Linked DNA regions of Zea mays: region 1 is linked to region 2. Evidence: chromatin contacts called from public Hi-C data. All regions are on one chromosome and are shown on one strand. Each heading gives the region's core, a stretch centred on a gene start, on an enhancer-like site or on the middle of the called end of the contact. The rest is flanking DNA. Distances are from core to core; before and after follow the strand shown. Region 1 holds the start of LOC103654934 (terpene synthase 2, chloroplastic-like). Region 2 holds the start of LOC542618 (Rho-related protein from plants 2).

Region 1 (6,256 bases), core at 1,391-3,890, 260 kb before region 2:
TCTTCAGGGTTTGTTTTTTCTGTCGCTTGTATATGTACTTGTAAAACGATAGGATCTCTATATTGTGCTTGGGTCTTGAACTTCAGCTATGCGCTATCTTTTTTTATTGCCCTTGTGTGTTTCAATTTATCTTTGGTTCAAAATGGTAATTTTCATTGCAGTTTTTGGAGGCATATGGCTACAAGCTCTCTGAGCAATGTCCCAGTGGAGATTTCATACCCATAAAAAATTTTATCATTGTTTTAAGCTTCATTGAGGAACTTGAGGTGAGACAGAGAGAGCTTGTTTGCCGGAGTATAATACAATCTTAAGAGGTTCAGATACAGTAAATTTATTGGTGCTCGATGATCTCAACAAAATGTTCACAGAATCACTTTTGCTAATTTTGGTAATCCTCTTTTTTTTCCAAACCATCACTGGGTGCTCTTTGTGTGTCAGGCTTTCAATAATTGCCTTATTTAAATCTTATCTCAGGAAAATATGGTGGCCTTCAGCAAACTGTCTTGCCCCGTATTCTGGTTTTGAGATGTGGACGAACAGGATTTACCCCCAAAGCTTGGAGGACCAAGCCAGCGTCGTTTGGCTACCTCCATTACTTCTTCAGTATTACAGGGTGTATGTTCCGTCCTTCTTGGAGTGGTGGAAGAGGGCTGCAGAGACAGTGCAGGGAATGGTCAAGAAAGCTGGATTCTCTCGTCATTTTGGGAGCCTGGAAGATTTGGAACCACTACAATAGATATGTGTTTGATGGAGAGACCCCAGCCTTTCTCGAACCCTGAAGCACTCTGAAGCAGACTGATGATGAGAGAAGCCTTTGAGAGCTAGCAGGAGTCAAGGGTCTCTCCTATTTAGGAGCTCCCTTGCTGGTCGTCTAAAGACTCCTCTTTCTCATGGATTTGTTTCTTTATGTTTATTTCTGCACTCCGTAAGGAGCGTTTTTTTTATTTGTATTTCGGTCTTCTATGGACCTTTTTTCTCTGTAAAAGGTTCCATTTCACATGTTTCACATAATCTTTCAGATATACTGCATTACTACTATCTTGATGCTTTTGTCTTCTGTGCTAGTCCAACAAAGTTTTATTTTCTACTGTCCTTCAATTTTGGTTCGTTGTAATGTTAGTTGCAGCAGTAGCGATTGTGATGTGTACTCTGCAACAGAATACATCCTATATATGATGGTGTTATCAGCTGGTGTTCTGGTATTTCTCTAGTAGAATTGTGCACAGGGATCCTTTATAAAATTATAATAGAGTAAATTTGACAGATCAACCAACATTTTAAGGATAATAGTCACAAACCACCAACTATTGTGCCTATTTCAGAGACCCAGTAATGCAAAGGGTTATTGCCTCAACTAACCCACCATTTTTTGCTTTGTAGTGTTGTATGCTAGTGTCTGTAGAATAGTAACAGCTGGATATAAACATCTTGCAAAACTAAATCTCGCGATAACTTCGTAGATCTGCTCAATAAGTCTATATCTACACCACACCTATGGAATTGGTATACAATGACGGTGAGTTGCAAGGTTTAGAGGGAGTCCTCCTCATAAACAATAAACTGTTCAAACATTATATTGTACTCTTTTCTTTGTATGAGTTTTTTTTTCACTCGCAAAGGTTTCTTATAAAAAGGTTTTTAACGAGACTATCAATACAAAAACACGACATATCTCCTATTTTCTCGTCAGGGTTTTTGAGGGAGATATATAAGACATGCTATATGTCATATCTTATGTTTCCCAAAAAGGTTTTTGAGATGAAATTCGAGAAATTCTTACTATTCTTACTTAAATATAGTAGTATAGTAGAGATATACCGCGAGTTATGGCCTAGGACCAGAGCAGAAGACCCAAGAGTTTCGTGGGCACACCAGACGCTGCCTGCTATTCCGCTTTCTTGCCTCAAGGAGTACAACAATCATCGAACCAGCACGTTGTTGAATTGCTGGATATAAATTAGCTACGATCCTGTTTAGATAGGCTAATTTTAACCGTTTTTTTTAGCTGGCCCGTGAATCACATGGTGGTGCTCGCCGGAGTTGGAATCCCAGCAATAGTCTAAGAACAAGCGCTTAGTCTGGTGTCTTTAGAAATTAAAACCAAGAGTAGGTTGGACTGAGCTATCTATCTATGTAGTATGGACGTACGGTGTGGGTACGTAACAAGCCAAGCAGCTCGTGAATCACATGGCGCTCGCCATTGTGTGGTTTGGAGCAATAATCAAGCCAAAAGAGGACAACCTGAACTTGACCATTTAATTTGGCTGTTGTGTGTGCAGCAGTAGTCATGTAATTTGGCGGTCATAGACTATAAATAAATCTAAATAAATATATAAAACTCATAAATACTCTGAATAAACTAAGGTACTCAAAGTTAATATGTTTGGGAATATCAAAGTTAATTAAACTTAACCTTCATATATATACCATTTATTATAATATTAAAATTTACCAGAAATATAAGTTTCCATAGTTTTATTAAATCATCTGAATTTGTTGTTGTTGTGGCTGCATATATATTTGGCAGGAAAAAAAAATCCCACGTGGTCAGTCAAAGGTTAGTATTAAACGAGAGGTCCAGATTGGTCTTGTGCTTGAGTGAGTAATAGCGACACATGATACTGTCTGCTGCAGGTTCATATGCTGGCTGTTGAGAAGCTGCATGCTTGCAACACCACACCACATAAATTTGGAGGGCCTGCGGACGCCCCGATGCATATCACTCACATGCATTCTTGCTCCTGCTAGGAGGATCGGAACCAGCATGTCTGAACGATGCATCTTCTCCTTCTCCACTCTGGCTTCGCCGGCGGCAGATGGAAACAACAGCCGGCGAGGAGGCCGCCACCGTGGCGATTCCATCGTCACCCGCTCTTCGGCGGCGGCCAACACGCTGCCGCTGCTCCGCAATGACGACTTCGACCTCCGGGTACCTCTCTAGTCTCTACTTCGATTTTTTTTTTTCTTCACAGTAGTCGCACGTAACATGCGTGGCTGGAACATGCACCTATATATGACGGACCTACTGCGTGCAGGAGGGCCTGACGGACGTACGAAATGTTCTCCGTCAACGTCAGAAGAGTGGCTGCAGCAGCAGGGACATGATGGTCACCGTCGACAACCTCAAGCGCCTCTGCATCGACCACTACTTCCAGGAAGAGATCGAGCGCGCCATGGGTGCCTGCTGCATGGGTCTCATCCACAGCGACGATCTCTTCGACGCGACGCTTGCCTTCAGGCTCCTCAGAGAGGCCGGCCATGGCGTTTCAGCAGGTCATCGATCCAACACACTAATTATTAAACACAAATCCATCCATGCATGATGATGTCTACGGTCGATCGACGACGACTGAACATGCATGGCTGCACGGCACTGCACATACCAGCAGATGATGTTTTACGGAGGTTCACTGACGACGACGACAGCGGCGGCGAGTTCAGGCTCGATCTCAGCAAGGACATCAGAGGGCTGCTGAGCCTGCACGACATGTCTCACCTGGACATGGGAGGGGAGGAGTTGCTCTGCAAGGCAAGAGTGTTCTCGCGCCACCACCTCGCTTCTGCCGTCAGGTACCTGGAGCCAAGCCTTGGCGAGTACGTGAGACAGTCGCTTGACCACCCCTACCACCTGAGCCTCACGCAGTACAAGGCTCGGCACCACCTCGCCTACCTCCAGAGCCTGCCCGTCAGAGACACCGCGCTCGAGAGACTAGTGGCTGCAGAGTTCCAGCTCAACAGATCGCTGCATCAGAAAGAAATGCAGGCCATTAAAAGGTACGCAAACTCAGTGCTGCTAGCTCATCGATCTTGTGTGCTAGCTATATATAATTATAATGTTGTTGTTTGATGCGCAGATGGTGGATGGAGCTAGGATTGGTTCAAGAAATACCTGTGGTGAGGGACCAGGTGCTGAAATGGTACATGTGGTCCATGACAGCGCTCCAAGGACGTTCCTTCTCCAGACACCGGGTTCAGATCACCAAGATCATCGCGCTCGTCTATGTCGTCGACGACATATTTGACCTTGTTGCCACACTAGATGAGCTCTCCCTCTTTGCAGAGGCAGTCAAAATGTAAGCTTCAATTAATATATATATATATATATATATATATATATATATATATATATATATATATATATATATATAATAGTTAATGTAAAACAATAATGATGGTCTCTAAAATTGCATGCAATTGATTGGCAGGTGGAACAGCACGGCTGCAGAGTCACTCCCTAGCTACATGAGATCATGCTACAAGGCTCTTTACACCGTCACAAATGAGATAGCGGATACGGCCGAAAAGGAGCATGGATTGAACCATGTTAATCATCTTAGAAAAGCAGTATGATGTGCGCTACTAGCTAAAAACTTTTATCTTGAATACACTTCTTCAATTTGATTTGCATGAAACCACACGTACGGTGAACAATTCCTAGAATTTATTTCCACCATATTTTCTCTGCAGTGGGCAGCGTTGTTTGATGGATTTATGGTCGAGGCAAGATGGCTAGCAACTGATAAGGTTCCTACTGCAGAGGATTACCTGACGAATGGTGTTGTCACATCAGGAGTGCCGCTCACATTTGTACACATATTCATCATGCTAGGGTGTGACGATGATCAAAGTACCCAAGCTCTCGTTGACCACATGCCCTCTGTCATCTCTTGCCCAGCCAAGATCCTCCGGCTTTGGGATGACATGGGCAGTGCAGAGGTTAGTTGAGCATACAGTACTACTTGTCAATTTTTTCCACCTTTAATTTGCACATCAAAATTTCCAAGTCTGCCTGTAATAATATTTAGCAGCAAACCTAGCTTTAGCTAGCACTTCTGTTCATGCATGCATGGACTTGCAGGATGAAGCTCAGGAAGGATTCGATGGTTCCTATAGGGATTTCTACCTCATGGAGAACCCTAGATGCAGCCGTAGCGATGCGGAAGCACATATGCGTAGCTTGATCGCAAGGGAGTGGGAGGAGCTCAATAGGGAGTGCTTATGCAAGAGGACCTTCTCCTCTAGCTTCACACACGTCTGCTTGAACGCCGCGCGAATGATCAGTGTCATGTACTCATACAACAAGGAACAAAGGCTTCTTGTCCTTGAGGACTATGCAAGGATGTTGATACTTTGAAGCTTTGCTCCATGGACATACATGTGAGACAACGTGCAGGGATGGATCTTGCCATCACTACTGCCGAGGACAAGGTTAGAGGTAGGTGTGGCATCCATCTTGAATCTATGGTGGAAAAGACACATCTGCCTTTGATCTGCAACGGTCCAAGGTCGCCACCACAATGATCCATATCTACCAATGTAATAATAATGTACGATAGCACTATATTTTTTGAAAAAAATGTAATATTGAAATATGCAACACAAGTAAGAGCTGTGTATAAGTCCCCACAAATATGACACATGGAAAGGTTACCATGCATGATGTCTCACAGCTACCACATCAGTCCAATATAGAGACAAAGGTGTGGGTGCTAATTTAGACACTATAAGGGTTAGTTTGGAAGCAAAGGAATATAAAACTAGCTAGAGAGGGAAAACCTCCCATAAATAACTAAATATCTTAGTCAAATGATACCCTAGGATTGCTCATCCTAGGGATCCCAAATAATTTAAGTTTTCTAACTAACCCTAATAGAAAAGTGTGTATGGTCTTGTAAAATATTGTTCTGTTGTAATAAAGTTTTTTTTTCTTTCAGGCTTTAGTCTATTGATTTGGTTGTATAGTTTGAAAGTACTTCTTTCATAAGTTATTGTGATTCATAGAAGGTTGACATCACCCACTACTAGAAAAATAATTTTCGGAGGTGATGAGAGAATTTATGGAGATAGTCTAATATTTACCACCTCTGTAAATATAGGCTTTAACAAAGACAAGTTTTTTAGAGGGGGTGCCTCTAGAAAATCCCACTGTCCATTAAAAACTACCCCAACTCTAACTCACCGGCTCAACATCGTGTGTTGTTGACGTTGATGGTCACCATATGGTTTTGAGTCGATGGTGAAGTCCAAGGCCCTAAGGAAAAAATCCTAGTCCCTGATGAAAGAAATGGCAAGAGCGTTGTACACTGCTGAATGAATGATGAAATCTTGGGAGCAAAAGCTAATTGTTTGTTGGCTATGTGTTAGCAATAATCTAGACGTGCGTGTATTGGGTGCGTTTGTTTTAATGTGTGTTGCGTCATATGTGTTAGTGGAACAAACATGGTTCAAAATACCATTTGTACATAATTTTAGTTTT
Region 2 (7,012 bases), core at 2,859-5,358:
CGAAGCGGTCGGTATAAAGTCGTACGAGGTCAACTTGCCTGAGGACAGCTCTGAGGAGGAGGTTATCAAGCACATAGCGAGTTTCAACAGTGACCCGTCCGTGCATGGCATCTTGGTTCAGTTGCCCTTACCAAGGGTGAGTGTTTGATTTTCATGACTCTGTTGGGTAGTATATGTAACCCATATGATAGGAACCTAGAGTTACAATTCTGCTTCTAGTAACCACCAACCAGAATATTTATGTTTTACTACTTTATTTTGCCTCTTAATGATTACCGACCTAGACAGTATATGGCATACCAGGGTAACATGTTTTGTTCATGACACACCCAGCTCAGTATTCTTAAATGGTAGAATTTTCCTATGGTGCACGATATGCTTCTTTGCTTGTCTTACTGAATAACATTTCTTATGTCCTGAAAGAAGCGTTAAACGTAGCCCTCCGGCAACTTTTGCAATGGTACACTGTATAATATCATGGATTCTGTGGTTTCCTGAGTTGGTTGTCACCAGTCTTATGATAATCATTGCTTTATGTAGATGCTAGAACTTTGTTACATGCATATGTGCTATCCGATGCTAGATAATAAGTTGGAACATGCAAATGCTGATAAAGTATTGATTGCTGTTAGTATAAAGTAGTGAATGGTTTCTTGCCCACCAAACATTCACATGTCTGTTGTGAAATCGTTTTGCAGCATATGAATGATGAGAACATTCTGAATGCGGTCAGTATTGAAAAGGATGTTGATGGCTTTCATCCGCTGAACATCGGACGGCTTGCAATGCAAGGCCGAGATCCGTTCTTTGTACCTTGCACCCCGAAAGGATGCATGGAGTTGCTACACCGACACGGAGTTGAAATTAAAGGGAAGAGAGCTGTTGTGATCGGACGAAGCAATATTGTTGGAACGCCTGCTGCATTGTTGTTGCAAGTATGAGCTAGCTCTTTATTTCAAATAGCTTAAACAGCCTTGTTAAAGAGTCTGATTAATCTTTCTTTGTATATGATTATCATCAGAAAGCAAATGCAACTGTCAGCATTGTTCATTCACAAACCAAGAACCCTGAGCAAATAACGAGACAGGCAGATATAGTCATCGCAGCTGTTGGAGTCGCCAACTTGGTCAGAGGGGATTGGATAAAGCCTGGAGCTACTATTATTGATGTTGGCATCAATCCAGTTGATGTAAGACTCACTTTTTTTTCTTCTTCCCGGCATCCTTCTTAAATAACCACTACCCTGTAGTGCTATATTGCTATTTTATGTTATTTCTATGCCCCCTTTTTTGGATCCGTGTGGCTCTTTTTGGGTTTCTTCTGTGGCCTGACATAACTTTGTTGAAATCAAAATGCCTAATTCTTGTTCTTAACACCTTCGTTTTTGTTCAGTCCTGTTCATTTAATGCTGAATGCGACCTTCAAATGCAAATGTCCCAATGGTAGATGGTCTCTTTGAATTTCAGTATGTTAGTGTGAGTGTGACCTACAGGGATACTGGTGTGTTCCTGCACAGGTTATTAGGAAGTTATTTGTTTGTCGCACATGGCACCTTGGGTTTTTTTATTACTTTGTCTGGTTCAGGACCTGAGATTCACAGAACTTTAATCGACCAGGACCATGGTCCCCTCCCCAATCCCCAGTGAGAATCCATTTATTAATACTGAAACCGGCTTCTTAAATTTATGAGCCCCATGTTAGAGTGTTCCAGGCGAAGTTTTGCCCAGTTTTCATTATACGCTTGTGCAGCAAGTGATGATCAATCAGACAATACTCTTAAACATGGCTCTCATGTTCCATGAGCCTGGTTCTGCATGCTGTCACATCCGAGCTGTGTTCTGCATATCATAGTAGCAAGCACCGTCTCTTTTCTCCTAGCTCCTTGTGTGATTGTGTCTCCATGCAACTCCCTTGGCGATTTGATTTGCTTACCAGTGTGATTTGGAATGATGACGCAGGACCCAGAGAGCCCCCGCGGGTACAGGCTCGTCGGGGACGTCTGCTACGAGGAAGCCTCCAAGGTCGCCGGAGCCATCACGCCGGTCCCAGGCGGCGTCGGGCCGATGACGATCGCGATGCTTCTGTCGAACACGCTCGAGTCGGCTAGACGGATCCACGGATTCAAGTAGCCGCCGCACCCACCGTCCGTCCAGCAGAGAGAAGCGAAGGCGTTGGCCCTGCCAGCCAAGCCAGACTAGTGCAGGGGTCGTAGGGAAAAAATAAATAAATAATTAAATAAATTTTGACGCAGATGAGATGGGAAATCCCAGCTTGACACTTTGTTAGGGTATTGTGCTTGATAAAAATATGGCACCAGGTGAATCTGAGGTGCCAGTAAATCTTGGATGAATTCTGCCGCACGCATCCGACCGGATCAGCAGAAACTTGTCTCCATGCCATGATCAGGGTACCTGTGTTGTGAGTGACTGTGGCTGTGACTGGTGGGTGCCGTTGTCGACGTGGGATAATGCCTGATCTGTCCAGTTGGATCCCCGATTTCATTAGCTGTCTGTCTGTCTGTCTGCCCCCGTTTTTTTTTTTGTGTGTGTGGTACACTGCACTGCACACGCATGCTGGTGTATTTGGTGGCCACCTAAACGCAGTAGCAGTTGGTTGAGCGAGTATGTGTTTGGTTTGAGGTTAAAGTGTGATGAGACGGGTGTGACACTGTCTCTTCGATTTTTTTGGATTACGTCGCTATTAAAAACTACTTCGGTATTTAACTTGTTCCTATGTGAATCTCATCTAAACACTATAGAAATTATAGTCGTTCCCTTATACTCTTTCATGTATATCCAACCAAACACACACTGTCGCGTTCATTAGAAAATATAAGCGAGATGCACTCTTAAAAGTGCTAGACTGGCGTTCATTAGAAAATAGAAGCGAGAATGCACTCTTAAAAGTGCTAGTGAGTAGTGACCCCAAATGAAAGGCACGTTAAGATAAAAATATATATACACTGGAAGACGCGTATGGAAGGAGAAATGGCGTGATGATTAGGGAGCAGACATGATCAAGAGGACGAGAGACAGTAGGAGGGCAGTTGATAGCAGTTAAGCAAAGCAACATTTTTTTGGGAAATGGTACTGCCACATTGGCTTTTCCGTTGCTGAATAAACGTCACTTGGAAGCATGCGTTATTTAGCCTGACGTACGAAAGTATCGGCACTGCGATATTATGATATTCCTAGAGTAGAGCGTGAACAATCTCATCGCAACCGGTGAATATAATATTGATAAATCAACAAGAAAAAAAACTGAGATAGCGTGACAACAGTAACAACACTAATCCTACTAGAGTGTGGACTACAATAGTTCTCTAAACAACTTCTAAATTTTAAAATTTAGAAGTGAACAAAAAAAACACGTCTCCAATAGTTCTCTAAATTAATAAGCTTGCTAAATTTAATTACTCCCTATCCAATCCAATTTACTTTTCAAGTTTGGCAATCGGATAAAAACTTTCTAAACACAGTTAACGTCGATCTCATAGTAGCTAAATTCGACGCACTCTTTTTTTTCCATTTCCCGCACAGCACTAGGTATGACACAAAGCTTATTTTCCATCGTCAGTCCACTGCCACCCCATAGGCCGCGCCGCCGAACCATCGCTCCCCCACATGTCATGCACTACCGGCCTTGTTCTTCACCCTCGACATTTATATGCTCTCGACCCTATTGTCAGCCAGATCCGAAGGGAGCAGGCCTACTAAAACTAGATTCAAAATTTAATTACTCTGTAAATATCATGAACTATCAGAGATTAAACTGCTTTTCTAATTCCAATAACTATTTAGCAACTTGGTAAACACGAGTTTATAAAGCTTTTTATAGATGCTTATTATAGATTATTGTCTAACATTTTACCCACTAATTTTTTATTTAAACAAACATCTATAGTAGGCTGGATTATATAATCTTTATAAAATAAACTGGATTATACTATAATTCTGCGAGAAAACAAGCATGCCCTTACTTTAGAGTTTTAAATATGCGGTGGATTAGGCTTGATGATAACCTAATAATACACGGGGGCAAGTTTGGCAGGCAGAGGCAGTGCAATAATAAAGAAGGAAATGATGCGCGCGCACACCGTGGCCACCCCTCTCTCTCTCTCTCTCCTTCCTTCCCTCCCCACCCACCACCGCGCCGGGCCACCACCACCCACTCTACCCTCCCCTCCCCACCACCACTAGCACCCACCGTCCCGGCGCGGAGACCGCTTCCCTCCCTCCGCCTCCGCAACCCTCTCCCGCCTCGCCCGCGCCTCCCTCCATTTGTCCGCGGCTCCCCTCCCTCCCGATCTTAACCACCCGCCACCCGGCTTCCTCTCCCCCTTCTTCCTCCCTCAAACCAGACGCTCGCCCCCCTTTCCTCCACCGCCTATCTTCTTCAGACGACCAGCAGGAGGTACGAGCAAGACCACCTAGGAGGCCTCTCTCTCCCCCCAGCCACCCCCGTAGCGAGAGGGAGGGCGGAAGAGGATGAGCGCGTCCAGGTTCATAAAGTGCGTCACGGTCGGGGACGGCGCCGTCGGCAAGACCTGCATGCTCATCTCCTACACCTCCAACACCTTCCCCACCGTACGCTCCTTCCTCCTCATTGTTGCTCCGCTGGAGAGGTTTCATTTTTTTTTGGGGGGTCCCGGTCCGGGATTTTGAATTGCGACGGCGTTCTTGATCGATCTGGGGCGTTGGATTCGGTGGGAATTCCCCCCGATTCGCCCCGCGCTCGTCAATTCCGCCCCGGTCACGACAATGCGGCTGTGCCAACTTTTCGTTTTTGTAATTATTATTAGGGTTCGGTCGGTCGCGTACCAGTACCACGCCAGCTGCCCGTTGGTTTTGGAGGAAACCGAAAGGGGATCTCATCTTCTCCTGCGCTGTTCTCAAATCAGACCCAAAACGGCCTCTTCAGCGCGCTGGGTTTGCAGGAATTGCCTCGCTCGTGTAGAAATTACCGTTACAGTTTCTAAGAAACCTGGGGAAATGTAGATTCCCTTGCAAATCTGCTCGCTTTCCCTTTCCCTGCTGCACCCCGCCTCGATCCGTTTCATCAACCAGACCGAGATCACTTTCTCGACCTCTTTTTAAGTTTACCCTGCCTGCCCGCCTGCCTGCCCTGTACCCTCGCCCTGGAAGTCACGCCTTCCGTATGGTTGGTGAAATGGATTGCCATTGCCTCACTTTACGCAATTCCACACTGGTTGTTGCACCAAGAGTGTCGCTAGCTTTTCACGCGTGCCCCCTCCACCTTTTCCAATACGAAATATCTCTTTGAAATAACTTTTTTTTTGGCCCTGTACCAGTGTGGTATATCCATATCACTGGATTTTTTTACGCATGCCCTCTCATTTTCCAATAGAAAACATCTCTTTCAAGAATTTTTTTTTGACTATGTATCAGAGTACTATGTGTCTATACCCATTGCATTGGATTTTCTCTCTCGAAAGATGTGATTTTGATTTTCAGCCGTGCCTTGCAGTAGGTTAGCTTGGAGCCCTGAGTATTAGCGTGACCATGGGCTAGTATATCCGGAGGACCACTGTGGACCGCCGCCCCCCATGCTTGTGGAGGGTCTAGTGTATTATTTTGTAGGGTTATCCTCAGACATTCAGACAAACTTTTTAGTTTCTTTGAATTTACAGTGGCGTGCGATGTGCCTTCATTCATACCCTCTTGTCCTCTCCCACTGTCCTTTGCCTATTTTTCTGGTTTATGAATTAGTTGCACTTTTAGTGATACATGCAGTACACTTACTGTTGTCGCCATTGCTCTTTTGCCAGGACTATGTTCCGACAGTGTTTGATAACTTCAGTGCCAACGTTGTGGTTGATGGTAATACTGTCAACCTCGGCCTCTGGGACACTGCAGGTGACCAGCTATCCTATTTTGTTACTTTGATGCTTTTCCCCCCTTTGTGCATATCCTTTTTCCTTGTTTATCAAAATGGTTGAACTTCATCTTTGCAACTGCCGCAGGTCAAGAGGATTACAACAGACTGAGACCACTGAGCTATCGTGGAGCTGATGTTTTTCTTCTGGCTTTCTCACTGATCAGTAAGGCCAGCTATGAGAATGTTTCGAAGAAGGCAAGGCTCTGATTCTTATTTTCTATTATTTGGCTTTGTGTTTTCTTTAGTCCAGCGTCCTCTGGAAATGCTTGTTTTTAGCTCATTTACCTTACAGTCTTCATTTAGCTGATTATATGATAAAATTCATTGCTTCTGGCTTGACCATATTCAGAGTGATTACTTTTTTCTCAGTGAAACAAATTACTAAATGTGTACTGAAACAGTTCTCCAAAATCCATTTTTGAATAGGATTAATATAGATGGCTCCCAAACTTTTTGTTTGCTGACTCTGAACCCCTTCTATTTTCAGTGGATACCTGAACTGAAGCATTATGCACCTGGTGTGCCAATTATTCTCGTAGGGACAAAGCTTGGTAAGAATGATTCGGTCCTTCTTTTTGAAATCCAACCTTCGGTGCTTGCAAAATTGATTATGCTAGTTTCTGATAGATCAATTGATTGGACTTTCGGTTAGATAGGATCACATTTGGCAGTTGTTTTTATCATAATAGTGCATGAATTTGGCAATGATGTTATAATATCACATGATGACAAAAATCTGTACACGATATAAGCATGGATAGAGTAGTTGTCGCTCGTGTTGTTGCCTGAATTTGCATTTGTGCATTTGGTGAACTGGTAAGCTCAGTACTCTGTAAAACCTTTTTTCTGAACAAATATAAAAGCAGGGATCCTACCTGGTTTACAAAATATTATAAATATACCTGTTTGAATTGACTGTACTTCCTGTTATTGACAACCAATGCAACAGGTAATGCCGTCCCTCAGTTTGCTATTTTTCCTGTTGGGTTCACTGATTTTGCTCCTTCTATGTTCTTACAATGCTTATTATATTTAACTAGTGGCACAACATGTGCGTGAACCCACGGGTAGCATAAAGCCTCAGGTTGCAAGCTGCACATCCTTATATTTTCAC

The links. Hi-C and Micro-C count contacts between places; a contact is called where the count stands out from the background.
Region 1: a contact with region 2 is called in a Hi-C map of ear, with 2.4 times the contacts expected there. The contact joins the promoter of LOC103654934 here to the promoter of LOC542618 in region 2. A contact is called at or near these places in 3 of 25 Hi-C or Micro-C datasets (bundle sheath, ear and tassel).

Annotation. Positions count from the first base shown.
Region 1 is chr4:246,941,143-246,947,398 of Zm-B73-REFERENCE-NAM-5.0, reverse strand. LOC103654934 (terpene synthase 2, chloroplastic-like) reads left to right here and starts at 2,640. Exons shown (of 7, transcript XM_008681740.2): 1 at 2,640-2,929; 2 at 3,036-3,273; 3 at 3,387-3,774; 4 at 3,855-4,073; 5 at 4,206-4,344; 6 at 4,468-4,716; 7 at 4,859-5,406. The coding sequence starts at 2,663. The coding sequence ends at 5,134. LOC100192883 (RAD1 DNA repair protein homolog) reads left to right here. Exons shown (of 14, transcript XM_035967571.1): 12 at 1-8; 13 at 162-388; 14 at 475-1,092.
Region 2 is chr4:246,682,168-246,689,179 of Zm-B73-REFERENCE-NAM-5.0, reverse strand. It overlaps LOC542618 (Rho-related protein from plants 2), which reads left to right and starts at 4,108. Exons shown (of 7, transcript NM_001112145.2): 1 at 4,108-4,586; 2 at 5,789-5,876; 3 at 5,984-6,093; 4 at 6,386-6,449. The coding sequence starts at 4,488. It overlaps LOC542656 (bifunctional protein FolD 4, chloroplastic), which reads left to right. Exons shown (of 5, transcript NM_001308477.1): 2 at 1-136; 3 at 699-935; 4 at 1,022-1,189; 5 at 1,959-2,682. The coding sequence ends at 2,129.